Linked DNA regions of Mus musculus: regions 2, 3 and 4 are each linked to region 1. Evidence: chromatin contacts called from public promoter capture Hi-C data. All regions are on one chromosome and are shown on one strand. The core of a region is the stretch at or near the end of the contact, and the rest is flanking DNA. Distances in the headings are between cores, read along the strand shown. Region 1 holds the start of Cdca3 (cell division cycle associated 3). Region 2 holds the start of Ccdc77 (coiled-coil domain containing 77). Region 3 holds the start of Tulp3 (tubby-like protein 3). Region 4 holds the start of Itfg2 (integrin alpha FG-GAP repeat containing 2).

Evidence for each region. Promoter capture Hi-C pulls out the DNA fragments that hold promoters and counts their contacts.
Region 2: a contact with region 1 is called in a promoter capture Hi-C map of pre-B cells, with 6 times the contacts expected there. The contact joins the promoter of Ccdc77 here to the promoter of Cdca3 in region 1. A contact is called at or near these places in 2 of 39 promoter capture datasets (cranial neural crest and pre-B cells) and 1 of 484 Hi-C or Micro-C datasets (B cells).
Region 3: a promoter capture Hi-C map of cranial neural crest shows a contact between it and region 1. The contact joins the promoter of Tulp3 here to the promoter of Cdca3 in region 1.
Region 4: a promoter capture Hi-C map of cranial neural crest shows a contact between it and region 1. The contact joins the promoter of Itfg2 here to the promoter of Cdca3 in region 1. A contact is called at or near these places in 2 of 39 promoter capture datasets (cranial neural crest and frontonasal cranial neural crest).

The regions. Positions count from the first base shown.
Region 1 is chr6:124,827,853-124,833,852 of GRCm38.p6, forward strand. It overlaps Cdca3 (cell division cycle associated 3), which reads left to right and starts at 2,324. Exons shown (of 6, transcript NM_013538.5): 1 at 2,324-2,421; 2 at 2,651-2,798; 3 at 3,510-3,636; 4 at 4,294-4,587; 5 at 4,714-4,817; 6 at 5,133-5,849. The coding sequence starts at 2,679. The coding sequence ends at 5,288. Usp5 (ubiquitin specific peptidase 5 (isopeptidase T)) reads right to left here and starts at 1,632. Exons shown (of 20, transcript NM_001326594.1): 1 at 1,433-1,632. The coding sequence starts at 1,543.
Region 2 is chr6:120,355,013-120,360,655 of GRCm38.p6, forward strand. It overlaps Ccdc77 (coiled-coil domain containing 77), which reads right to left and starts at 2,355. Exons shown (of 12, transcript NM_001381936.1): 1 at 2,315-2,355.
Region 3 is chr6:128,352,206-128,358,742 of GRCm38.p6, forward strand. It overlaps Tulp3 (tubby-like protein 3), which reads right to left and starts at 3,646. Exons shown (of 11, transcript NM_011657.2): 1 at 3,533-3,646. The coding sequence starts at 3,573. It overlaps Rhno1 (RAD9-HUS1-RAD1 interacting nuclear orphan 1), which reads right to left. Exons shown (of 3, transcript NM_001326585.1): 3 at 4,795-5,988. The coding sequence ends at 5,446.
Region 4 is chr6:128,422,706-128,429,214 of GRCm38.p6, forward strand. Itfg2 (integrin alpha FG-GAP repeat containing 2) reads right to left here and starts at 2,205. Exons shown (of 12, transcript NM_133927.1): 1 at 2,013-2,205. The coding sequence starts at 2,108.

The sequences.
Region 1 (6,000 bases), core at 1,074-3,573:
GCTGGAGAGCCCTTGCCTCAGAATGAAAAAGGGAAGGTGCTGGAAAAATTACAAAACAAATAAACAAACAAAAACATTATTTTCCAGTCATATAAAGTACCAAGGAGAGACAAGAACAACTGTCTTGTCTTTAAGTGTAAACACTGACCCACTGATTTCTACCTTTCGTCCCTGGGAGGAAGGTGAGAACACTCAAGTAACTCTTCAGATGAAAATAAAAGGTGCTGGCTTCATCGCTGGTGGAAAACCGTGCCGGGCAATCATCCTTTACTTCTACTAAGGCCAACCTGAGAGAAGCAGAGCTTATCTGGGGCGCTGATCAAAGCCCAGCAAACCAAGCAAAGCACAAATCACAGGACTGGTCCTGAAGTGGGCATCACATTATGCTGCTATACTTGGCACTGGGGATGCATTAATGAAGCCTTTCCAGTCTGACTTGCAGTTTTCAGGCCATGAGCTGGTCTGGCTTAAAGCTCTGGGCAGGGCCCAACAACCGCTAGAGGGGAGGGGTGATGAAGGGGGCGGATCCCAACCAAACTGCGGCCCTTTCAGTTAGGGCCTGAAGGCTCCTCTCTGGCTGAAGATGACACAGGAAGGCAGAACTGCAGGAAGGGAGGTACAAGGTGGAGCCTGCAGAACGTGAAGCACGGTGTGGGTGGCGGCTTTGTCTAACTAGACAAGAGTGGGAGCAAGACGAGAAAGGGGCCTTAGCATCCTCCAAAGAAACCCTTTCTAAGGAATACTTGAGAGAGGGGTTGTCTCGGCAACCTGTGAAGGACGGAGGAATGGGAGGGGTCGCGGCTATAGTTCACTTCAAAGGAAAAAACGACTAGAACTCTCCATTGGGTATTTTTCCTCCTCCCTGACCAATGGCCCACCTCCTCATCCCCTGTCCAAATTAACCACTAGTGGAGGCTATTTAACTCAGTGTTTCTCTAAATCGGACTTCTTCACAGATTGGCATCCTCTTCCAGACTAGAAGCTGCAGGATACATACCTTCCCAATCTCAACCCTTGCCCTGAACAGCGGGGAGTCGCCCCTACTCCTCCCACATGAAACTACAAAACCCGGAGAGCCCTGCGCAACGTGCAAGGCCACATTCAAGGGTTTTTCTGGGAGTCGCCTGGGGGATGTAGTTCGCCGTACGGGTTACAATTCGAACTTAGAATAGGAACTAGGGACATGGCCAACTACAATGCCCATAATGCTTCACGAGACCAGGAGTGGGCAAGGCGAGAGCTGTAGCTTCCGGGAGTGGTAGTCATACTACAGCTACAGAGAATGAAAAGCAAAAGCAGAGAGGTATGGAGAAAACTACAAGTCCCAGGGTGCATCGCAAGGAGGCGGTAGCCCAAGGTTTGCAGGCCTGGCCGAATGACCAGGGCAATGGAAGGAAGTCGTGGTCGTCGCGGGCGTGGGGAATGGGCTTACCGGCGTGTCGAAAGAGAAAGCGCACTCGTCTTTATGGACCCGGTCTCCCGCCTTGGGGACACGGATCGTCGGTAACACTGACAGCAGCGCCTCTTCACTCAGCTCCGCCATGACACCGGCAGCAGCTCCTCCTCACACAGCAGCTCCCACTGTACCTAGTACCGCCCCCCTCCGTCTCTCGCATCCAATGAGCGCGACTCAGTGTGCGCATGCGCTAAAGGCAAGACGCGCGAGATCGGCAGTTGGACCCAGCCTGCCTCCTGGCGCTCCACCCTCTGCCCCCACTCAGCGAATACCAATAAAAAGCGCCGCGGGTACAACTGATGGCCGAAAGGACCAATCCTGCTCTCCCAGGGCAAGTGCTCATGTGGCGGTTCCAGGAGGGCTGGGAGTTGCAGGAGCTGTGATTCAAGGACTCTAGAATGCCTTACGTGCAGAGCAGAAACTGTGAATTGTTTAAACGCATTGATTACTGAAACTTTGCCAAGGACTCGTCCAATCAGAAAGCACTTGTCTTGGTATTTGAAAAGCAGTAGTCAATGAGGCGATTTTGAGAGATGCGTGATAACTCCGTCAACCAATAAGGATGGCTGTTTCGCTTTAGACAAACCATATTAACTCCGTCTCCAGCTGGCTTTGTGCATACAGTCTGATAACTCATTCTATTTTGTTTAATGAAACAGAAAGGCCGAGTGGCACCCATCAAGTCCACCGCTGTCAGGCTGATACTAAACAAAAGTCCCCAGCTCACGGAGCCACCACCGGAGGGCAAGCCAGTCCTCAGCCCATTGGCCAGTCCTCATGATAGACATCCTTCAGACCAATGGCTTTCTGCTCCGGAAGGCGCATTTTCCACAACTGGCCTATGAGAGTCTGCTTCGGCTTAGCCAATAGGGTCGGGGCAGGGGGCGTGGAGGGAAGTTTGAAACTCCGGGCTTTGGGAGTTATTTCTCTAGCTGGTGTTCGGGCAGAGGTCGAGCTGGGGCCCGGTAAGTAATGTGAATGAATTAGTGGTTAAATACGAAGGCTCCCGCAGACCTGACTGCTCTGTTAAAAATCTCCATTCGTTATCCTTGCAGAGTTCTCTGGGCTAGCGACCCGGAGGTTCCTCTGCTGGAAGCTGGGAAGATCGGGTGGGTATGGGGTCAGAGGTCCGACACGGAAGCAGTAAGCTCTGAGTCTCTTCTGACGGACGTCCCTTCCTCTGCATCTGCACAGCCGGGCCCCGTCCCCAGCCCCAGTGGAGATGGGTTCGACTCAGAGCGTCTCAGGCACTCCAGCACGGCCTCTGCCACGCAACAAGCAAGTGGCTCGAGTAGCAGACCCTCGTTCACCTAGTGCTGGCATCCAGCGCACTCCTATTCAGGTATACTGGGCTGGGCTGGGGAATGCAGGGAGGCTGTCTGGATGCGGGCCTCTGCCTAGCTTGTTTACATGAGCCCTCATTCCCACTGCCACTGGAACCCTACTTTCTCCATCCCTCCCCCTTTTATTATTTATTTTTGAGGCTCTAATATAATCTTGTCATATCTGCCTGTCCCTCCCTCCAAACCCTTCCGTATACCCCTCCTTGCTGTCTTTCAAATACATGATCTCTTTTTTCATTAGCTGACTTTCTGCCTTTTTTTTTTTTTTTTTTTTTTAAAGACGGGGTCTCACCATGTAGCCCTGTCACAATGGAGACCAGGTTGGCCTCAAACATATAGAGATCCTCCTGCCTCCCAAGTACTGAGATAAAAGGCATGTGCCATTACCGTGCCTGGCAACTTTCTGCATTCTTTAACCTGCACTGGGCAGTCGCAGGTCTGGCTAGAAATATGGGGAGGAGATAAAGGTCAGGGCCCAGACTTTTTTTTTTTTTTAAAGATTTATTTATTTATTTTGTATATGAGTACCCTGTTGCTGTCTTCAGACACACCAGAAGAGGGCATCAGATCCCATTACAGATGGTTGTGAACCACCATGTGGTTGCTGGGAATTGAACTCAGGACCTCTGGAAGAACAGCCAGTGCTCTTAACCGCTGAGCCATCTCTCCAGCCCAGGGCCCAGACTTATTCTAACCTGTGGTATTGACAGGTAGAGAGCTCTCCACAGCCAAGCCTACCAGCAGAACAGCTGAACGGTCTCAAACAGGCACAAGACCCAGATCCCCGCTCTCCTACTCTTGGCATTGCACGGACACCCATGAAGATCAGTGGTCCAGGCAAGTGATGGGCTCAGGGGGTGCCTGAAACTGACACCTATTCTAGGGTGCTTTCACCACCATTTTTGTTTTACTGGGTTGTTGTTGTTGTTGTTGTTGTTGTTTATTTATTTGGTTTTTTTTTGTCTGGGGTTTTAACCAAAGGTCTTAAGCATGCCAGGGTTTCTATCCTCCTGTATGGGACCTTTCTCACTTAAAAACATTTTCTAACACAGATTTGGGGGTGGGGGTGGAGGCCCACACCTGGCACAGTTCACATGTGAAGGTCAGAGGACAATTTGAGGGAGTCAGTTCTCCCCTTCTACGTGTAGCTTCTTGGCCTCCAACTAGGGCCATCAGGTTTGCTAACAAGCTCCTTTGTCCGCTGATCGGCTGTTTTTGTCTTTTCCCATTTTCTTTTTAAGTCAAGGCCTCCCGTTGTATCCCAGGCTGGCCTGGAACTTGAGGCAATCCTACTTCAGTACTGGAGTGCTAGAATTGTACCTGGCCGGGACGCCACCCAGCGCTTATCTCCGATCTTCTCCAGATCATTTTCCCCCCATCCTGGTTTCCCCCTTCCCGCTCCCCTTCGCTCTGAGCAGGAGCCCGACGCCCCCTTATCTTCCCCTCCTTGATTTGGATCGGGAAGCTGCAGCTTCTCGGCCTTCTTTCCTCCAGACCCTCAGTGCTCACTGGTGAAAGAGCTGAGCGAAGTATTGGAGACAGAAGCGTCGGAATCGATTTCCTCCCCAGAGCTTGCTCTGCCCCGGGAAACGCCTTTATTTTATGACCTGGACCTGTCTTCAGATCCTCAGTTATCCCCTGAGGACCAGTTACTGCCTTGGAGCCAGGCTGAACTCGATCCCAAACAGGTGTTTACCAAGGAGGAAGCCAAACAATCCGCAGAAACTATAGCTGCCAGCCAGAACTCAGACAAGCCCTCCAGAGACCCAGAGACTCCCCAGTCCTCAGGTACAGAACCGAAGAGCAAGATGGAGGGAAGAGAAGCTAGAGTCACGTCCTGGGATAACGGAGGACAAGTAAACTGTAAGCCCTCGACTTTAAGTCCTTACTCTAACAAAACCTTTCTTACCACAGGTTCTAAGCGCAGCAGACGAAAAGCAAACAGCAAGGTTCTAGGGAGGTCCCCTCTCACCATCCTGCAGGATGACAACTCCCCTGGGACCTTGACACTACGACAGGTAAAGGAAGAGGGGGGTGAAAATTGTCACCAAGTATCTGTCATGGGCTGGAGAGATGTCTCAGCAATTAAGAGCACTAGCTGCTCTTCCAGAGGTCTGGGCTTCAATTTCCAGCAACCACATAGTGGCCCACAACCACTATATAAGGGGTCTGATGCCTTCTGTCATGCAGCCATACATGCAAATAGAGCATTCATACGTATAAACAAAAAAGAGTATCCCTCATTAAAGTGGGAGGCCGCTTTCCCCAGCTCTTGCCTCTGCCTCCCTCACAGCACCCCTCTGGCCCCTCAGCTCATGTCCTGCCTTCTACAGGGTAAGCGGCCTTCTGCCCTCAGTGAGAACGTTAAGGACCTAAAGGAAGGAGTCGTTCTTGGAACTGGAAGATTTCTCAAAGCTGGAGGAGGAGCACGGGAGCCAAACCAGGACCACGACAAGGAAAATCAGCATTTTGCCTTGTTGGAGAGCTAGGGCTGTGCTGGAGTCATCCCCAAGGGCACCAAAGAAAGCCCTGTTCTGATTCCTCTCAGGCACCAACTCTGGTACTTGGACATCGTTCTTTTAAAATGTTTTATGTGTTTCCTGTATATTAAAGTAGATGATTTTAAATGATGCTTTAAGAAGTTAGAGCAAAGCTACACCGGGTCTTGTGTGTATAGAATGGCATCCTAGGGGCCTGTGAGACCTGGATAGATCTCTCTCCTGCCACTTCTGAGCCTCCTTTATGTAGCTTAAGCTTTGATGTCCCCAGAGCTCTGCCTTTGGCCCTCTTCACTTCTTGTTTGGGTTTAGCTATTGCTTACCTGCTTGTAATTTCCAGGTCCCCCTCTCGACATAAACACTCAACGTTAGTTCCCCTAAAATAAGATTCATGATCTTTCCCTCATTGCCTACGCCTCTCCCTGTGGCTGGGGAAAGGTGGTCATCTCCTAGCTACTCAAGCCTAAGCCTCGGCTTTGGGCATCATATTGAACATGACGTGTCTGTGAGGTTGTCACTAGGGCCTGGTGATTATATATTCTTGTCGTCTTCTCCCTTGTCTTGTCTTGCCTGAAAGAGGGAGGGAGGGAGGGAGGGAGAGAGAGAGAGAGAGAGAGAGAGTGTGTGTGTGTGTGTGTGTGTGTGTGTGTGTGTGTGTGTGTGAGTTTTTGTTCATGTTAGATGATTACTCTGTTACTGAGTC
Region 2 (5,643 bases), core at 1,105-3,604, 4.5 Mb before region 1:
ATTTGGGAGGCAGAGGCAGGCAGATTTCTGAGTTTGAGGCCAGCCTGGTCTACAAAGTGAGTTCCAGGACAGCCAGGGCTATACAGAGAAACCCTGTCTCGAAAAAACAAAACAAAACAAACAAACAAAACCCCCACAAAGTTGTCCTCCGACCTCTACATACTCACACATAAACACAATAATAAATTTAAAAAAACTTTTAAAAATAAGCAATATAGTCCATGGAAATTAAGGAGACTGTCATGCCAAATTTAGAATGAACAGAGAGCCAAAAGTACTTTGTTTGACTTGCTTTTTCTACTTTTTATCTTTGACAAAGATTACCCAGGATATGTGAGGCCCAGGGTTCTAATCCTCTAGCACCAGGAAAACAAAACAAAAATTAAAAAACAGCAGAAAAAAAATCTGTATGATTATAATTTCCATCTTAACTGACAACAAGTAACTGAGGAGGAAAGATCATCTTGGTTTTTTAAGAGTGTGTGTGTGTATTTGAGTGTGTGTGTGTGTGTATGTGGGCATGTATGTACATCTAAAGAGTCAGCTTTCTCTCCCTACTCCCTGGTATCTCTAGGAGGGTCAGCCTCAAGTTGTCACCTCAACCTGCTGAGTCCTCTTATACCATTTTTATACTGTTGGCTCTAATAATTTTAAAAATATGATTATTTTATGTGTATGGGTGTTTTCCCTGCATGTGTGTCTGTGCACTAGATGCATGTTTACTGTGAGCTGCCATGTGGGTGCTGGGAATCAAACCCAGGTCCCTTGGAAGAGCTGCCTGTGTTCTCAAACACTTGAACCGTCCCTCTAGCCCCTGTCTAATGATTTAAGGGAAAGGTTAGGCCATACTTTTCTAGATTCTCATATCCAGCCTGAGTTCCAGGACAACCAGCATTATATAGTGATAGATACCTTGTTCCAAAAAAAACAAAACAAACAAACAAACAAAACAAAACAAAAAAATCACAAGCTGACAAGTGGCTACTTACAGACACGAACATTAAATAAAGCCTAGAATTCAGAACTTTCTATTTTAGAGCCTAACCTCTCTTCCCTGACTTATTTTTATCTCTTTCCCCAGATATACCCTGTTTTTATAAAATGTTTTTTTTGTTTGTTTTTTTGGACAGGATCTCACTACGGCTGGCTTGGAACTATGTAAACCAGGCTGGTCTAAAACTTACAGAGATTGCCTGCCTCTGGCTCCCGAGCACTGGGATTAAAAGCTTATACACCACGCCAGAGGCACATAATGTTCTTGGTTCTATGCCTTTGCTCATGAGCTTCCTGGCAGTTCAATTATAACTCCTTCCACAACTCTAGTAAATTCACTTAATCAAGTGTATTCTGCATGTAAAATTCATCTTAAATACTATTTCTTCCATCTCTTTCTTGAGTTTTTCCATTCAAGACGATCTAGAAAGCCAATTGTAGTGGCATCTGTCATTAAAAGCTAGCACTGGGAAGATCACCCAACATTGAGGGCAGCCTAGGGTACAGAGTTGAATTCCAGGCAAGCCCGGAACAGAGCAAGGTCTTGTCTCAAATAAACAACAGAAAAACCATAAACTGATTGTGTACTTGTACTCCCAACACTCAGAAGACCGAGACAAGAGTATAATGCCAAGAGTTTGAGACCAGTCTGGTACATATAGTGAACTGCAAGCCCACGTGGGCTGCAGAGTAAGATTCCCGAATCAAAAAACAAAAACGAATAATTAAAAAAATTTAAAAGCTTTTTTTCCCCCCTCACTGATAAATGCCTGTATTTGCAGTTTTACTATGATAACCTATCTTCCAGGCAGACAGAAGCCATCTTAATCCTACCTTGCAAGGCAGGAATGCCTCTATTTATATAAAAGGTGATGGGTTTCTGTTTTGTAGGTGTAAGAGATCGAATTGAGGGCACAGGCGTGCTAAGCAAACACTCTACATATTGGCCACAACCCCGTCCCTAAAAAGTCGTATTTACCCGCATAACCACTTTCTGAAGTATTTTTATTATCCCTTATTTTTCAAACGAGGAAATCGAAGCTTAAGCAAGTGGGAGGAAGACGGAGACGGAACTCCGTCCATCTCAGGACGTCTGGATCCTGTTCTCTGGCAAGTTCATACAGTTCTTGAGCAGATCTTTGCTCAGTCATTCTTAAAGCTCTCCGCGTCCCGGAAACTTCTCTTTTTACAGACAATCTTTCCTTGACTGGCCCTAGGTTTAGTCTCCTGTAGCTCCCTTCCGCACTGATTACTAAGGCTTTTATCCCACCATATTTACTCCCCAAAAAACTTTCACCCTTTCCCTGAAATCCACACTCACCAAGTGCTAACCCCTGGCGTCCAACAACGCAACCGAAAAACAACTCAAATCAGCGAGCATCTACAAAATCCTACCAATCGCTCACGAGCTCAGGCGGCCTTTTAGGTTGCACACCAATAGGACGGTTGTTCACCCAGCAGTACTTCCCATCTTGCCTTGCGCCTCACCGGCAGAGGTTCCTGGGAAGTGTAGTTTCTCTTCTGCACACAGCATTGCGCAAAGACAGAATGCGTGTGGAGGGGGGAGGTAAGTATCCCTTGGCTGTTAGAACTCGTTTTGACAACTCAGTCTAAACTCACTTAACTATTTTCCTTTAATGAAACCTGTTGCATAAATGACATACATAATCACGAGAACTCCTCGGAGAGTTTAGTACACATTATCATTTGTTTCGAGTGAGCCTTTAGTTTGTTTCAAGTGAGCCTAAGAAACGTTCTACAAATCCTACGGAGTTGTAAAAGCCTGTAATCCCAATTCCTGAGAAGGGACATAAAAAGGATCAGGAGTTTGAGGGGAGGGGAGGGGAGGGGAGGGGAGGGGAGGGGAGGGGAGGGGAGGGGAGGGGAGGAGAGGAGAGGAGAGGAGAGGAGGAGACAGAGTTTTCTATGCCTTAGCTTAGATGTAATTAAAGAGGGATGGTTGTGAGCCACCATATGGGTGTGAGGAACCAAACCAGGACTCACTATGTATCCAGTTTAGCTTGGATCTTGCTGTGTAGAAGCCTCAGAGATCCTCCTGCATCTACCCTCAAATTCTGGGACTCAGGCATAAGCCCAGTGTATGGGAGGCAGGGGCAGCCAGCTGGGTCTACACAGCAAGTTCTAGGGCAGAACTACACCCTTAAACAAACAACAAACAAAACAAACACACAGAGAGGTATTATAGCTCATCACCTCTGACTCCAAACACATTTTAATGGCTCTTTGCTTGTTTGCTCAGTCATTGGATTCACCCTGCGACTGAACTAAGGCTTCAGGAATCATGGTCCTGCCGGGCGTGGTGGCACATGCCTTTAATCCCAGCACTCGGGAGGCAGAGGCAGGCCTCAGATTTCTGAGTTCGAGGCCAGCCTGGTCTACAAAGTGAGTTCCAGGATAGCCAGGGCTATACAGAGAAACCCTGTCTCAACAAAACAAAACAAAACAAAACAAAACAAAACAAAACAAAACCAAAAAAGGAATCATGGTTACTTAATGGTAAACAAGTATTCTACCACTGAACTATACTTCTCACCCAAGCCTGACTCCAAGAATTTCCCAGGGACTAACCAAAATAGAATAACAAAGAAGGAAAAACTATAAACTTTCTCTTTATCCTTTCCTATGACATGAATAGGAAAACCAATGATATTTGAAATATCATATTGAAAAAATTGTGTACACTTATCAGTGAGCCACTGAAGTTGACATAGGCATAAAAGCTTCAATTTTCAAGCTTTCCAAATTTTAAAGTAATGCTACTATGCATTGCAGAATTGATCCTTTCTTGTGTAACTTCCTTTTATATATCCTCTTTTGTTGCTGAGACAGGGTTCCCCAACTAGTGTTGGGTTTAGAGGCATGAGCCACCACCCTCAGCTCTTCATATATCCTCCTGATGTTTAAATGAGACTGACTAGACATAACATTTGAATATGTAATCCCTTGACTGGAGACAAGTCCCAGTCTTTTGACCTCCTATTGTGGGCAGTAGGCACATACATACCTGCAGACAAAACACTCATGAAGTAAATCTAAAATTTTAATATTATGGTATAAATTATAGCATAAATACTATTTTTAAAAGCATGGTTCAGCCGGGTGTGGTGGCGCACGCCTTTGATCCCAGCACTCGGGAGGCAGAGGCAGGCGGATTTCTGAGTTCAAGGCCAGCCTGGTCTACAGTGTGAGTTCCAGGACAGCCAGGGCTACACAGAGAAACCCTGTCTCGAAAAAACCAAAAAAAAAAAAAAAAAAAAAAAAAAAAAAGCATGGTTCATTCCTTCCTATATATTTCCAATTTTTAGAGGAATCTATTATATATATATACACACACACACACACATACACACATTGTTGCTGACTTCAGACACACCAGAAGAGTGCATTGGATCCCATTACAGATGGTTGTGAGTCACCATGTGGTTGCTGGGAATTGGACCTCTGGAAGAACAGCCAGTGCTCTTAACCACTGAGCCATCTCTCCAGCCCCACATTTCCAATTTTTAAAAAGAGTGCTGCAGACCCTCTGGGTCCCTTTGTCTGTGTGGAACGAGTCTCTAGTTGCAGATGGACAAGGAGTCGGCAAATGAATGACAGACAGACACAACACCAGAATCTGAATGTCATCTGTCAAATTGAGCATCAAACTTTTTTTTTTATAAATCTTTTATTATTATTTATTTATTATATGTAAGTACACTGTAGTGTGTCTTCAGACACTCCAGAAGAGAGCATCAGATTTCGTTACGGATGGTTGTGAGCCACCATGTGGTTGCTGGGATTTTAACTCAGGACCTTTGGAAGAGCAGTTGGCGCTCTTAACCACTGAGCCAGCTCACCAGCCCGAGCATCAAACTTTTTATACAGAAGAAAATAGGGAAGTTAGGTGACACATCAGCAAGGTACAAATGAGGTTACCGAATGCTTACTGACTCTTACACTAAACAGAGGAATGTAAACACAAAGACTGGCAGGAACTGGGCAATAAAACAACTGAGACAATGTCAGCCCTATCTAAGGTCAGCTATAGTCTTAGGAGCCAGGTGTGAGGTCTTTACACTCCTAGGGCAAGGGCTTTCACACCCAAGCCATGGCTCTAATTTGGGAGTTCTGCTCTAGCTAACCATCTCATGAATAATGCAATACTCTAAAACCACCGCCTGATCTACTTCCTAAACCATTGTAAATTCCTGTATATGGGAGCGACTTACTTGGCTTTTATTCTAAGTGATAGTGTAATACCAGAGGCAATTCTGAATGTCACTGAATAGGCAACATTGAATTCCAAGCCCATGGTCAGCTCAAGGACTTTCTAGGACGTTGGAACACTGGCGAAGGCTTAGCTATGTCAGAATTCAATCTTAAAAGGCACTTATAATAATACTAAAAGAGAGCACATAGATCCATACACCAGACTAACGCGGGAATAGGGTATGAGTATACGGGTTAATGAGAACACCAAAGCTCCAGGAGGTGAGTTTCTGTGAAACTCTTTGCCTTGTGAGCGCTTCCAGGCCTCTCGGCCTGCCAAGAAGACTTCACTGGGGTGTGCGTGGCTGAGGAGGAAGAGGAGGAGGAGGAATCTTAAACTTACTATGTATTCCAGGCTGGATTAAACCCTTGATTCTT
Region 3 (6,537 bases), core at 2,396-4,895, 3.5 Mb after region 1:
AGAGGGCAAAACAGCAGCCTACCGAATGGGATAGATGTTCATCAACTCCACATTTGACAGAAGGCTGATATCTAAAGAACTCAAGAAACTATACATAAACAAACCAAATAATCCAGTATTTAAAATGGGGTAAAGACCTAAACATAATTTTAACAGAGCAATCTCTAACGATCAAGGCACACTTAAATGTTCAACATCTTTAGTCATCAGGGAAACTTAGCGCAAACAACTCTGAAATTCCATCTTACACCTGTCAAAATGGCTAAGATCAAAAACGTAAGTAACAGCTCATGCTGGTAAGGATGCGGAGTAAGGGGAACATGCCTCCACTGCTGGTGGGAGTGCAAACTTGTACAACCACTCTGGAAATCAATTACACTGGTTGCTTGGTTGTTTGTTTGTTTGTTTGTGTTTCAGAAAATTGGGAATCAGTCAACGTCAAGATTCCTGAGTATATATCAAAAAGATGCTCCACCATACCACAAGGTATGAACATAGCTCAACTAAGTTCATAGCAACTTTATTTGGGGTGGGGTGCAGGAGTGGAAGGGTTCTCAATGGAGGGGTGGGGATAGGAATAGGAAGGATCACGTGGGGGGGAGGGACTGAGGGAGAGAGTACTGGGAGAGACAACCAGAATCAGGAATGGGGAGGCTTCTCTGGGATGAGCTAGAAACCTAGTGTAATGGAAACTCCCAGGAATCTACGATGGTGACCCTAGCTAAGACTCCTAGCAGTGGGGATATGGAGCCTGAACTGGGCATCTCCTGTAACCAGGCAAGACTTCCAGTGGAGGCACAGGCACACCAACCCAGCCACAAAACCTTCGCCCTCCAATTTGTCCTGCCTGTAGATTGTGCAGGGGTAAAGATGGAGCAGAGGGAGAGGGAATGGACAAGCAATGACTGGTCCAGCTTGAGACCCAGGCAATGAAAGAGAGATCACCCCTGAAACTGTTAATGACATTCTGTTTGCTGTACTTGCAGACAGGTGCCTAGCATAACCACCATCAGAGAGGCTTCACCTAGCAACTGATGGAAACAGATGCAGAGACCACAGCCAAACATTAGGTGGAGCTTAGGGGATCCTGTGGAAGAGAGGAAGGATTGAAGAAGCCAGAGAGGTCAAGAACACCACAAGAAAACCAACAGAATCAACTAACCTAGGTTCATAGGGGCTCACAGAGAATGAACCCCCAACCAGGGAACCTGCACGGGACCAACCTAGGCTCGCTGCACATGTTACAGTTGTGTATCTTGGTCTACTTAACAGTGGGAGCAGGGGCTGGGTCTGACTCTTTTTTTTTTAATTTTTTTATTATTTATTTATTATATGTGAGTACCCTGTAGCTGTCTAAAGACACACCAGAAGAGGGAGTCATATCTCGTTACGGATGGTTGTGAGCCACCATGTGGTTGCTGGGATTTGAACTCAGGACCTTCAGAAGAGCAGTCAGTGCTCTTAACCACTGAGCCATCTCACCAGCCCCCTGGGTCTGACTCTTGTTACCTGATTTAGGGATCCTTTCTTCCTCTTGGGATGCCTCCTCCAGCCTTAAAAGTAGAGGAGGTGCCTAGTCTTAATGCAACTCGATATGCCATGGCTGGTTGGCATCCATGGGAGGAGAGAAAGGGAGGAGTGGATGGGGGGGGGGAATACTGGGAGGAGGAGAGGAGGAGGGAGAACTCTGGTCAGAATGTAAAGAAAATTTCAAATTTAAGAGAGAGCGGGGGAGAGACAAAGAGAGAGGGGGAGAGAGAAGACACCTAGCACACAAGTCCACCCAGGTTTGGTGATACATGCCTACAGGAGACACTTGGGAGGCTCAGGCAGGGAAGATTTTGAGTTTGTGGCTAGCCTGGACCACTGGATTATACTGACTTTCAGTCAAGTCAGTCTCGAAGTCTCTCTCAAAACACTCTTAATGACTACCCCAAAAGCAAGGCAGTCACTGGCTTTTAGCAACAAACCTGCATGCTCTTCCTAGGGCAGGAGAAACTAGGGGCTCCCACGGGCTCCTTTCCTGTCAATCAACTGGAAATTAAAGAGTCGATTTCTTTCTTTGGAAGAAAAGGTGGGGGAGGAGGCATTAAAGCTTAAAGCTTCAAGTCCAGGAGATGAAAACAAAACAAAACAAAAACCTGCCAGCTGGTCCCAGTTTCAAAGTCAAGTCCTTGTTCCCTAAAATCATGAGTCATGGAAGGCAGAGTCAGATGGGTCTGTATGAGTTTGAGGCTAACCTGGTTTGAATATCGAGTTTCAGTCTTGCTTCATAAGACCTATCTCAAAAAATAAAATAAAAATAAAATCACATCCCTAAGAAATTTACTTCTCTAAAAATCATTTCGTTAACAACTAAATCCCTCAACTGAACGCGATATCATTTGATTTCAACCGGATACACGCTGAATTCTAACTTTCCTACCCCGACCTTACCCTTGTAAATGGATCTTCGGTTCCCAAAATGGAGAAGTTGTAAACAAATTTCAGAGAGCAGCTATCATGTTTATAGAATTTAGTTGATGAAAGATTAAAACAGGTGACGCCTTGGGAGGCAGAGGTAGGGGGCAAATGTTCAAAGTCCTCCTTATTAACTTATTATTAAGTTTCAGGGAAGCCTAGTCTGGATGGGACCCACGGGGGGTGGGGGGGTCGCTATTCCGTCTTTATAACTTTGTAAAATATGGTTTCGGATCAGTTAAAAACCAGTTTAAACGTCAGACCAAATCCTAACACGCCAAGCCTTTATCGCTGTGGTAATGGAATGGTAAAGGAAGAATGTAGTTGGCGTGTTTGATTTTAATCCTCACACCATGCCAAAGTTTTGAGCCAGTGATTTCACACGGCCCCCCATTAACTTTTCGTTAGCCTAGCTGACAAGAAATGAACAGGCTGAGATTGCAGCCCGTTTGTCTTTCCAAGCTCACCATGTGAACCAGGCAAAAAGAGGGGTATTGGTAGAAAAGCCAGGGGCACGAGCAAGAGTACGGATCAGTCTAAACTAAGTCCTGATTGAAAGAACTGCTAGAACTCAGGGGAAGGAAGAAAGAAGAAAAGAACAGTTTTGCATTTTCAGCTCTCGGACTCGTTCCAGAATTCCGCAATGACTGCCAAATGCAACGGCCTTGGAACCAATTAACCATCACTCGCGACCTTCCGCGTCGACTCCCAAGAGTGCCCTCCTTCCAGCTCAGTTCTGATCCTACTCGTGAAAGACATGGGGGAGGGCGAACGCATTGCAAGTAAGGGAATCGAGACCCCAGGGGAGCAGGGCGAGCTGGTCCAGGGTAAACTCCAGGGGAGCGGCTCAAGAGTGCTGGCGGCACGGGATGCACAGCGCATTGCAAATGAGGGAATCGGAGGCCCTTGGGGAGTAGGGTGAGCAGGTTCGGGGTAAATTCCAGGAAAGAGACGCGAGAGCGCTCTGGCGACGCGGGGTGTGCAAAGCGCCTGCTCAGCTGGGGACCCGATCTTGGCCTCCGCTCTTGCCCGCCCACCCTGGAGACCCCAGCCCGCCCCACCGCCGCCTGACCTGTCCCCGCGGGGTCCGGGTGCGCAGCGCGCCGCCTCCATACCCGCCCGACCGGTGGCATCAGCGTCCAGACCCCGAGACGCCGCCGCCCGGCTGGAGAGGATGGAGGAGATCGGGCCCCGCCCCTGACAACCACACCCCGCACTGTCGCCGACGCCCATTGGTCCAGTGCCCTACGCTCCCCTCTCACTGGCAAATGGCGTTAGCCATGATGCTGGAGGGTTTCCAGGGGGCGGGAGGCACCGGGAGGCGAAGGCGCGTGCGCTAGATCCGGGAGCAGCCCCCCGGGGTTGGGTCGGAAGAGTCTGCTGCTCCATTCCACCGCTCCGGGACTGGCCCCCACAGAGCGATCCCCAGCACCCCTCTGTGGCACCGAGAACATCCAGGCTGCTGCCTTGGGTTTTCTACTCTTTATCACCTGAAGCCTCAGCATCTGACCACCGACTCTGGGATAGCCGAGGCCTTCAGCCTCCCAAACCAGCCTTTGCCCAAAGCCCGACTGAGGGATCCCTACCTGGGGACCTTCAGCAAATGTCCTTATTTAGTGAGGGTAGCAGCTAAGCTGTCCTCTCTGCAGTAAATCATGCCTCCAGCCATCAATGCCTTTGTGGCTTTGGTCCCTATAGGACTTTATGACCAGAACTATAGCATATAAACTTAATTAGTAAGGCCAAAGTCACACTGATGTTGAATCCAAAAATTCACTTAAAAAATAATGTATTTATTTTGAGACAGGATTTCACTATACTATCCTCGGTTGGTCTGGAACTCTGAGATCCTACTGCCTCTGTCACCCTAGTGCTAGAATTAAAGGCATGTGCCATCGTGCCCTAGGCTATTATGTGTATGTTTCACCTATGTGTATGTCTGCATATCATATGCATCCCTGGTGCCCAAGGCTGTCAGATACCCCGGAACTGGAGTTACAGATGGTTGTGAGTCACCATGTGGGTGCTGGGAATAGAACTCGCGCCTCCGGGCATCCAGGGCTCATAACTGCTGAGCCACCTCTCCAGGTCCCAGAAATTAATTTTTGAAAACTAGGGAATATGATACCTGCACACATAGGCTAGGAAAGCATTGCACTCACTTAGCCCCTCTCCCTGTGGGACTCTGGATTGCTCCTTTGTGTGTGTGTGTGTGTGTGTGCTACAAATCTTCACTCATAAGCTCTGCTTGGTCTAGAAAGGGCTAGTGCTAAATGAGTAGGGTTGAAAGAGATGCTATTTGAATGAGTAAGAGGACCACTGAGACAGGCACATCCACACTACCCACACTAGAGTGTGAGCTTCCACTTTATGTACACATAGGATAAGTTACTGATAGGAATCCATTTCTCCACCACATGTGATAGCGTCATATTTCTTCCACTGTAAACACATCTCAAAACACAAACCTAAAGTACTCATCCGTCCCCTAGCTCTCTGACCCCATCGTATTCACCAACACAGGCCTGGCTTGGGACCCTTTGAGCCAAGGCTGTCAACCATTAAAAACCAGAGCTCTCTCTTGATTTTCTCCAGTCGCTGAGCCTCACACTCGGTACCAACAGCGTGAGATGAATTAGTTCGAGGCAGAAGACTAATAAGCATAGACCTTTTATAGATGGGCACGAGGCTGCATTACTGACAACGGCTGGGTTCTCTAAAAACTCGGCAGCCATTTATTTACAAACGCTGTGAACAGTACAAGAAACGTCAGAGGTCTAAACAGTTAATGTGAGAAAAATACCAACAGTTCATGACACTAAATTCAACGGTTCCTGGTGCGAGGCGGAACCCTAGAAACCGAACTCCGACTCTGGCTAAGTGGTCTTCCTATTGCTGTTCGTCCCCTTTCATCCTTTCAAACCAGGATGACTTGCGAAACCTCCCCACAGCAGCTCCGGGAAGAACTGAAGCTCTGCGGTCCTGTCAGATCTTCACAAGGAACTGGCTTCCATCCAGCTTCCCCTTCTCCTTAAGGTAGGCAAACAGGTGCCTTCTGCGTCTCCACGTGACCTTAATCCCATACTTCTCCTCAGGGGTGTCCTTGACCAGAACAGGCCCCGGCTCTGGGCTGCTGGGAGTCCCAGGGCCAAGGATGCAGCTTGGAAAACTGTTTTCCTTCTGGTCTGGGGAAATGGGATCGTCTCTTACAGAAGAGTCTGGGGTCTGGATGTCAGGGGGTGCGAACACATGAGGTAAACTGTGAGGTACATGCACTGACAGTTCTCCACAGCTCTGGGGACTGAACAATGGCACTAAAGGCCTTCTGGGTGGGTCCTTTTCTGAGTTCTGGGGCTGCACTCGGTTGGATAGCAACAACGTCTCTGAACTGGAAGACTGTGGACTCTCAAAGGTTAGACGTGGAAACTTGCAGGTAGATCTCCGAGTTGGGCGCCTTGCCTGGTCTCGGTGAGGCTTCCGGTGTATCAGAAACCGGCTTTCCGCTGCTCTATCAAACTGGGGTGACACCTGTGCATAAAAAAAAAAAAAAAAAAAAAAAAAAGGATGGTGGTGGTGGCGAGCCAGCTGCAAAGCAGCTAGAGTAAATGTGTCTGATCCTTTATTTTTGTCCAGAATTGTGAGGACTCGCTACAATACAGGACAGACACCCATCCAGCTATGTGGTATGACAAGAAGGCAAGAGACCTGGGCCAGCTATCCAATCGCTCTGCCCTTCAGGGTGCGCCCGAGGAAGAGAGGAGACAAGGCCTCTCTCATCACCACTACACTGCTATAGCTTGTTTAACTCCCCGTCCTTAAACTTCCTGAGAACAGGTCGGAAGGATCCTCAGGAGGGCAGGGACAGACTGACTGTCAACAACGCCTGGCTGAGGGAGGGCCTGGCAGGAAGGTCTTCAGTGAATAATGAACGGCAGCCCCATGGAAGTGACTGTTGGGATCTAATGCCCGTGTTTATTCACTCAATGCTTACGGATTTCTTTTGTAGACAGTTTCACCATGAAGACCAGGCTGGCCTTTACCTGGAGATCCTTCTGCTGCAGCCTCCCAGTGCTGGAT
Region 4 (6,509 bases), core at 955-3,454, 3.6 Mb after region 1:
CCTTGCTTTCCGAATGCTGGGACGAAAGACATGCATCATCCCATCCAGCTTAATTCTTATTCTTTTATTTATTTTTGTGGTACTGAGAATTCAATCCAGGGCTTTGTTCATAGTCAGGCAAGTGTTTGGTAGCTACATCCCCAGGCTGCTACCATATACTTTAAATCGTCTCAAGGGCTAAATACAGACCCATACTGCATATACTTTGGTCAGTGGTAGGCTCCATATATCAGGATAAATACATTCAGGTTTGTGTAAGCATACACTATAATGTTAGGACAGGGGGCTGGTGAGATGGCTCAATGGGTAAGAGCACTGGCTGCTCTTCTGAAGGTCCTGAGTTCAAATCCCAGCAACCACATGGTGGCTCACAATCACCTGTAATGAGATCTGACGCCCTCTTCTGGTGCATCTTAAGTCAGCTACAGTGAACTTATGTATAATAATAAATGAAGCTTTGGGCTGGAGCAAGCAGGGACTGAGCAAGCTGAGTTGACCAGAGCGAGCAGAGGTCCTAAAATTCAATCCCCAACAACCACATGAAGGCTCACAACCATCTGTACAGCTACAGTGTACTCACATACATAGAATCAATCAATCAATCAATCAATATTTTAAAAAAATGTTAGGACAGCAAAGTAACCCAATAATGCATCCCTCAAAGTATCCACCGTTAGGTTATGCAGGACTGAAGCTGCTGTGCTGTGCTGTTTAGGTAATGGTGTCAAGAAATGAAATCTGAAAGCTGGGTGTGGTGGCGCACACCTTTAATCCCAGCACTGGGGAGGCAGAGGCAGGCGGATTTCTGAGTTCGAGGCCAGCCTGGTCTACAAAGTGAGTTCCAGGACAGCCAGGGCCATACAGAGAAACCCTGTCTCGAAAAAACCAAAAAAAAAAAAAAAAAAAAAAAGAAAGAAAGAAAGAAAGAAAGAAATCTGAACATACTAGGTACAGTCCCATTTTTTTTTTTTTTTAATATTTCCTATGGTAGGCCTGGCGGCGGGGGTGGGGTGGGGCTGCTAATACTGTTAACACTAACAGTTCCAGAGCCTTAACTGTGTGCCTGTCATCGTTCTACCTGCTTAATGTGCATTTATTTATTTAAATGACGAGAAAAGCATCAACTGCCTAGGAAAGAAAAAAAGTAGGTAGAAATTGCTTTTGTATTTCAACGAAGAGGTAACACTACAAAGTCGCCAGACACCTGAGTCAATTCTGGGTAGGCACAGTAGAAGCCTCGCATGGTCCACACTGATTATGGGGTATCTGCGGTAGGTTGGAGGCAGCAGAGATATCTACCGGTTAATTCCAGTGTAGGAGCAATACAACAGTGTGGCAATAGCAGCCAAGAGTGTGGGCAAGCATGGTAGCATGGGGAATGGGGGGGGGGGGAGGGAAAGCTATAGGTAGAGGGATATTATTAAATGCAATTTACAGGTTAAAAAATGGGCTTTGAAATGTAAAGATGTTTTGCAAGGGAATTGCGGCTACGAAAGGAAATAACGCGGGAAACAGGCTTTTACAACCTCCTATCCTGACAATCACTGAACTGTGCAAGAGAACCAACAACCTGTCTTCTTAAAATTAATGATAAAAAAATAAAATATGGCTGGAGTGATGACTCAGCGATAGGACATTAGCTCTTCCAGAGGAATGGGGTTTAATCCCCAGCAGTGGCAGCTCACAAATGTCTCTAACGCCAGTTCTAGGGGACCCAGCGTTCCTCTTCTGGCTTTTACGGGCACTGCTCACACACGGTACACAGACACACATGCAAGCAAAACACTCTACACATAAATTTTAAAGCTAAAACAAAAAATAACTACTAGAGGCTCTGGCCCAACTAAGCCTCCTGCAGTGACGGTCTCAGAGCGATACTGTCAATCAAAATTTTCTGTTCCGCACGCCATGTTGACTCCAGTGCGCAAGCGCACAACACGCCATCGTGTCGTTCCCACCACCCCCATCTCGCTCCGCCCAAATGCAGTGGTTTGCAGTGCGCATGCACTCACCGCGTCGTTATCCACGTCTCCGAGGCAGATGGCGTGCGGGAAGAGACTCCCGCTGAAATCCAGCGCCACGCGCTGCACATAACTAACCGACCTCATGGCACTCTGGAGGGCTGAGGTGCCGGGCCACTGCACCAAAACGACCCCCGAGCCCTCAGGACAGCCGTGCACGCGTGTCAGGCCACCGAACCGGAAGTCTACGTCACCGCTTAAGCCTTGAGTTCCGGCTTTCTTCCCCTAACCTTAGGGGAGGAGGCGGGCCTTCCGTGCCAGGAGCTGACTTGATACCTGGGGCTTGACCTTTTTCTCTGAGGGGGATTCAGACCATCCCTCGGGTCATAGTAATAGCCGTCATAATTAACAGCTTTGTTTTCCAACAATTTTTATGAAATTCCCTAATGGAGTTGTCAACGCAATGTAGTGGATTACAACCCACGTTAAAAAAAAAACAAAAACAAAACTTAAGGGGCCAAAAATAGAGCTCAGCAATTAAGAGCACTGGCTGCTTGCTCTTGTAGAGGACCCTGGGAAGATTCCTAGCCCCGACATGGTGCTCGCACCCATCCATCTGTAATTCCAGTTCTAAGAAGTCCGACGCCAGACAACCTCTTCTGGCTTCCCAGGCACCTAGGTGATGCACACATACACATGTAGCAGGAGAGCCACCACAAAGATTTTAAAAATATGAAAACAGACAAAGAGAAAAAGATCTAAGTAGTAAATCGTGTTATTTTGTTAAAGCCTTGTTTTGGGGATATATATATATATATATATATACCCTGGATTATAATGAAAAAATTATGCTGTGTACTTTATGGGCAGCAGTTTGAAAAATACCTATTGCAAAGCACACCTTACATGTATTATTTAATCAGCAAAATTATGTAAGCTTTATTGTTTCTTCAGGTGAGGAAACCATGTTCATCAAGATTGAGTAACTTTGCAGAAAGTGGTAGACGTGAGATTCAAACCAAGATGTCTGATGTAAAATGTTAGAGCTCTTTTGTCACTATTGCAGTTCCCATGGAAGTGAAGGCTGCTGGGATTCTGGACCCGAGGCATGATGTAGCCCCACCCCAGCACAAAGAGACCTGTTTCTAGTGGCCTTACTCTAGTTTAGGTGGGGCCATTATTCTCATGACTGGGGCTGCTTGGGATACTTTCCCTGATAAACCAGGTTCTGCCTTTCTTCTGAGATGTGATCAAGGCAACAGGAGTGTTAGTTAAACTACATGTGGTAGTGCTCGCCTGTAATTCTAGCACCTGGGAGGCAGAGGCAGGAGGATCAAGAGATCAGTATCAGCCTTGGCTGTGTAATTCTATGTCAGCTTTGGTTACATGAGACCCCATCTCCAACAAAAAGTCAATAAAAACAAAAGACACTCGATAGAAATTCCTGTAGTCCTGGCGCTAGGGACGCAGAGGCAGCAGTTCAGGATTATTGTCAATCACATGCAGTCTGAGGCCAGCCTGAAACACACTGAGACTCTCTTAAGGAGGAAAACCCTTTAGTTTTACATGTGCAAGCTAATCTACATTTGGCTTCTCATCTTAGGGGGTGCTGGACCAGAGATGTCCTACGTTCTATGTCAAAGGTGGTGAAAGAAGTCTGAGATGAGAGACCTTTCTACCCTAGAGGAAAGGATGGATTTGGTTTTCGTGGCTCTGACAGCTCAAAGTAGAAAGGAAAAAGGCACTGCAGATCCATTCCCAGTTACCAGTCCCTGTTACTGGTAGTGAGCTGTGGGGATGGCTACAACCCTTAGAAGGTCTAAGTCACCTGGGTATACCCGGTGCTATAAACTCACCTGCTGTCATCTCGTTCTATTAGGGAGAAAACAGAACCAAACTTAAAGTGTTTGTGCTTGAATATAACCAGCAATTTATGTTTCGTTGTACTTAGCTGCTTTCTCTTTTTAGCTTTCTAAATACAGCTGTAAGATAAATACTTAATTCTTGGGAGTAGAGAATCAGCCACTTCTCTCATTGTCCACTCTGCTCTGACCCAAGTCTTTGAAATCACATCCTGACCCAGAACTCCACAATGCCTTTCTTTCTTTCTTTTTTTTTTTTTTGGTTCGTCTTTTGAGACAGGGTTTCTCTGTGTAATCCTGGAATTAGCTCTGGGGAACAGGCTGGCCTTGAACTCACAAAGATCTGCCTGCCTCTGCCTCTGCCTCACAGGCGCTGGACATACACCACCACTGCCCAGCACAGTACTTTAGTCAATCTTCATCATTTGGGGTCCTTGTTCTGGAATTTTCAGGGGCAGTGCCTGGTTTTGTTTCGTACAATTGTTTATCGTGAAGGCTGTGCCACTTCAATCACAACTTCTGTCAGTCAAGAGAGCCAAATAAAGTTAAAAAGACCCAATAGGGCATAAACTAAGTATTATGTGTGTTGTCTGAGCACTTGTGTGAGTGCGCTTATGTGAAAACCAGAGGTTGATGTTATGTCTTCTACAACTGCTTCTCCATCTCATTGAGACATGGCTTCTCCCTGAACCTGGAGCACCATTTCAGCTGGTCTGCTCGGCCAGTGAGTGAACTGTTGAACTGTGTTGCCTCCTTGCTCCCTGCTTTCATGTTAAAAAAAAAAGACTGCTCCTTGCATAGCTGTATGGCTGGATCTCTTTTTCTAGCAATGATTTACTTGTAAGAATATTTTCTCTAAGCCAGGCAGTGGTGGCGCATGCCTTTAATCCTAGCACTTGGGAGGCAGAGGCAGATGGATCTGAGTTTGAGGCCAGCCTGGTCTATAGAGTGAATTCCAGGACAGCCAGGGCTACACAGAGAAACCCCGTCTTAAAAAAAAAAAAAAAAAAGAAAGGAAGGAGGGAGGGAGGGAGGGAGAGAGAGAGAGAGAGAGAGAGAGAGAGAGAGAGAGAGAGAGAGAGAGAAAGAAAGAAAAAATTTTCTCTAGTTCTTAGTGTTGTTGCTGTACACACAACTCATCTGCAGGTACCTTGAAGTATGTACTCAAGTAGGCATGGTAAGTGGCATCAGACCTTGCAGGCTTTGTGAGACAATGTGTTTACGTGGGATCTAAGTGCCTGTGGTAAGAGCAGGTCAGAGGTGAACAGTGATGTGGGAACTGGTGGAGGTGGGTATGTAGGGGGAGAAACATCTCATAGGCTGGAGAGATTGGAAATATTTTAGCGGCATAATATACAGAAGAAGCCGGGTGGTGGCGGTGTACTCCTTTGATCCCAGCACTTGGGAGGCAGAGGCAGGAGGATTTCTGAGTTCGAGGCCAGCCTGGTCTACAGAGTGAGTTCCAGGACAGCCAGGGCTATACAGAGAAACCCTGTGTCGAAAAACAAAACAAACAAACAAACCAATAATAATATACAGAAGAAACCTACATTAATAGCCCAGAACACCTGTTGCTGGACTTTCTCATCTAAGCACGTTCCCTCCATAAATGCTCAAGTGTGGTCGAGCAAGGTGCAAGTGCCTAAAACAACGTAAGCAGAGACACGGCAGAGTTCAGTATGTGGCAGGATTATTTTCAGCCATGAAGATCTAGCGACTTTATGAAAGGATTTTCACTAGATAGTTTTAATGTTACCATAAACTAGGACCTTTCCATCTCCAGGGCTCTATAAAGAGGAGTCAAATTTAAGTTCTTAGACTCCCAAGGAGCACTCAAGAGGTGAACAAGATTTTAGGGTGCTTTTTATCCATGCATTATAGATGAAGAGGCTTAAGACTTGCTGTGAATCACATGGCCTCATAGTAGTCTGGGTTAACTCCAACTCTAGTTCTTGGGACTAACACCCTCTTCTGCCACCCACGGGTACTGTACACAGATACATGCGAGTAATTCACATATATACTTTGCTTTTAAAAGACTATGTCATTGTGTAGCCCTAGAATCACTATGTAGACCAGGCTGGACTTGAACTCAGGGACTCCCCTTGCCTTTGACTTCTGAGTGTTGGGTTACAAGTACGTGCTACTATGCTTGGCATAAAAATAACTCTTTAAAAGAAAATAAAGATGTGTGTGAATACCTGAGTCTTCATATGTGCACCAATGTGCAGTGCCTGTGGGGAACACAAGAGGTTACAGGATCCTCTTGGGACTAATTACATAGACTTGAGCTGCCTGGGCTGGGGCCTGGGAACCAATTGAAGGGCTTCTGTAAGAGCAAGTGTCGCTAACTAAGATGCTGTCTCTCCAGGCCCAGCACCCAGCTTTTGACATGGTGCTGGGAATCTGAACCAGGCCCACACTTGTGCAGTAAGTAGTCTAGTGACTGAGCTGTTTCTCAAGCTTTGGTTGTTTCATTTGTAAAATGGGCCATGCCTTTCTTAGGATGGTTGGATCAACACTGACTGTATCATGAGTCCTTGGTACAGGTCAAAGCTTACACTGTTAATCGCTTAGCAATTTAGCAAGGGCTTGGTATTATCACTGAGAGCAAAAGCAAGAATCAAAGTTAGAAACTACCTAAAGGAACCAAACATAAAACTCAAGCCCAAGCCTGGACTTAACA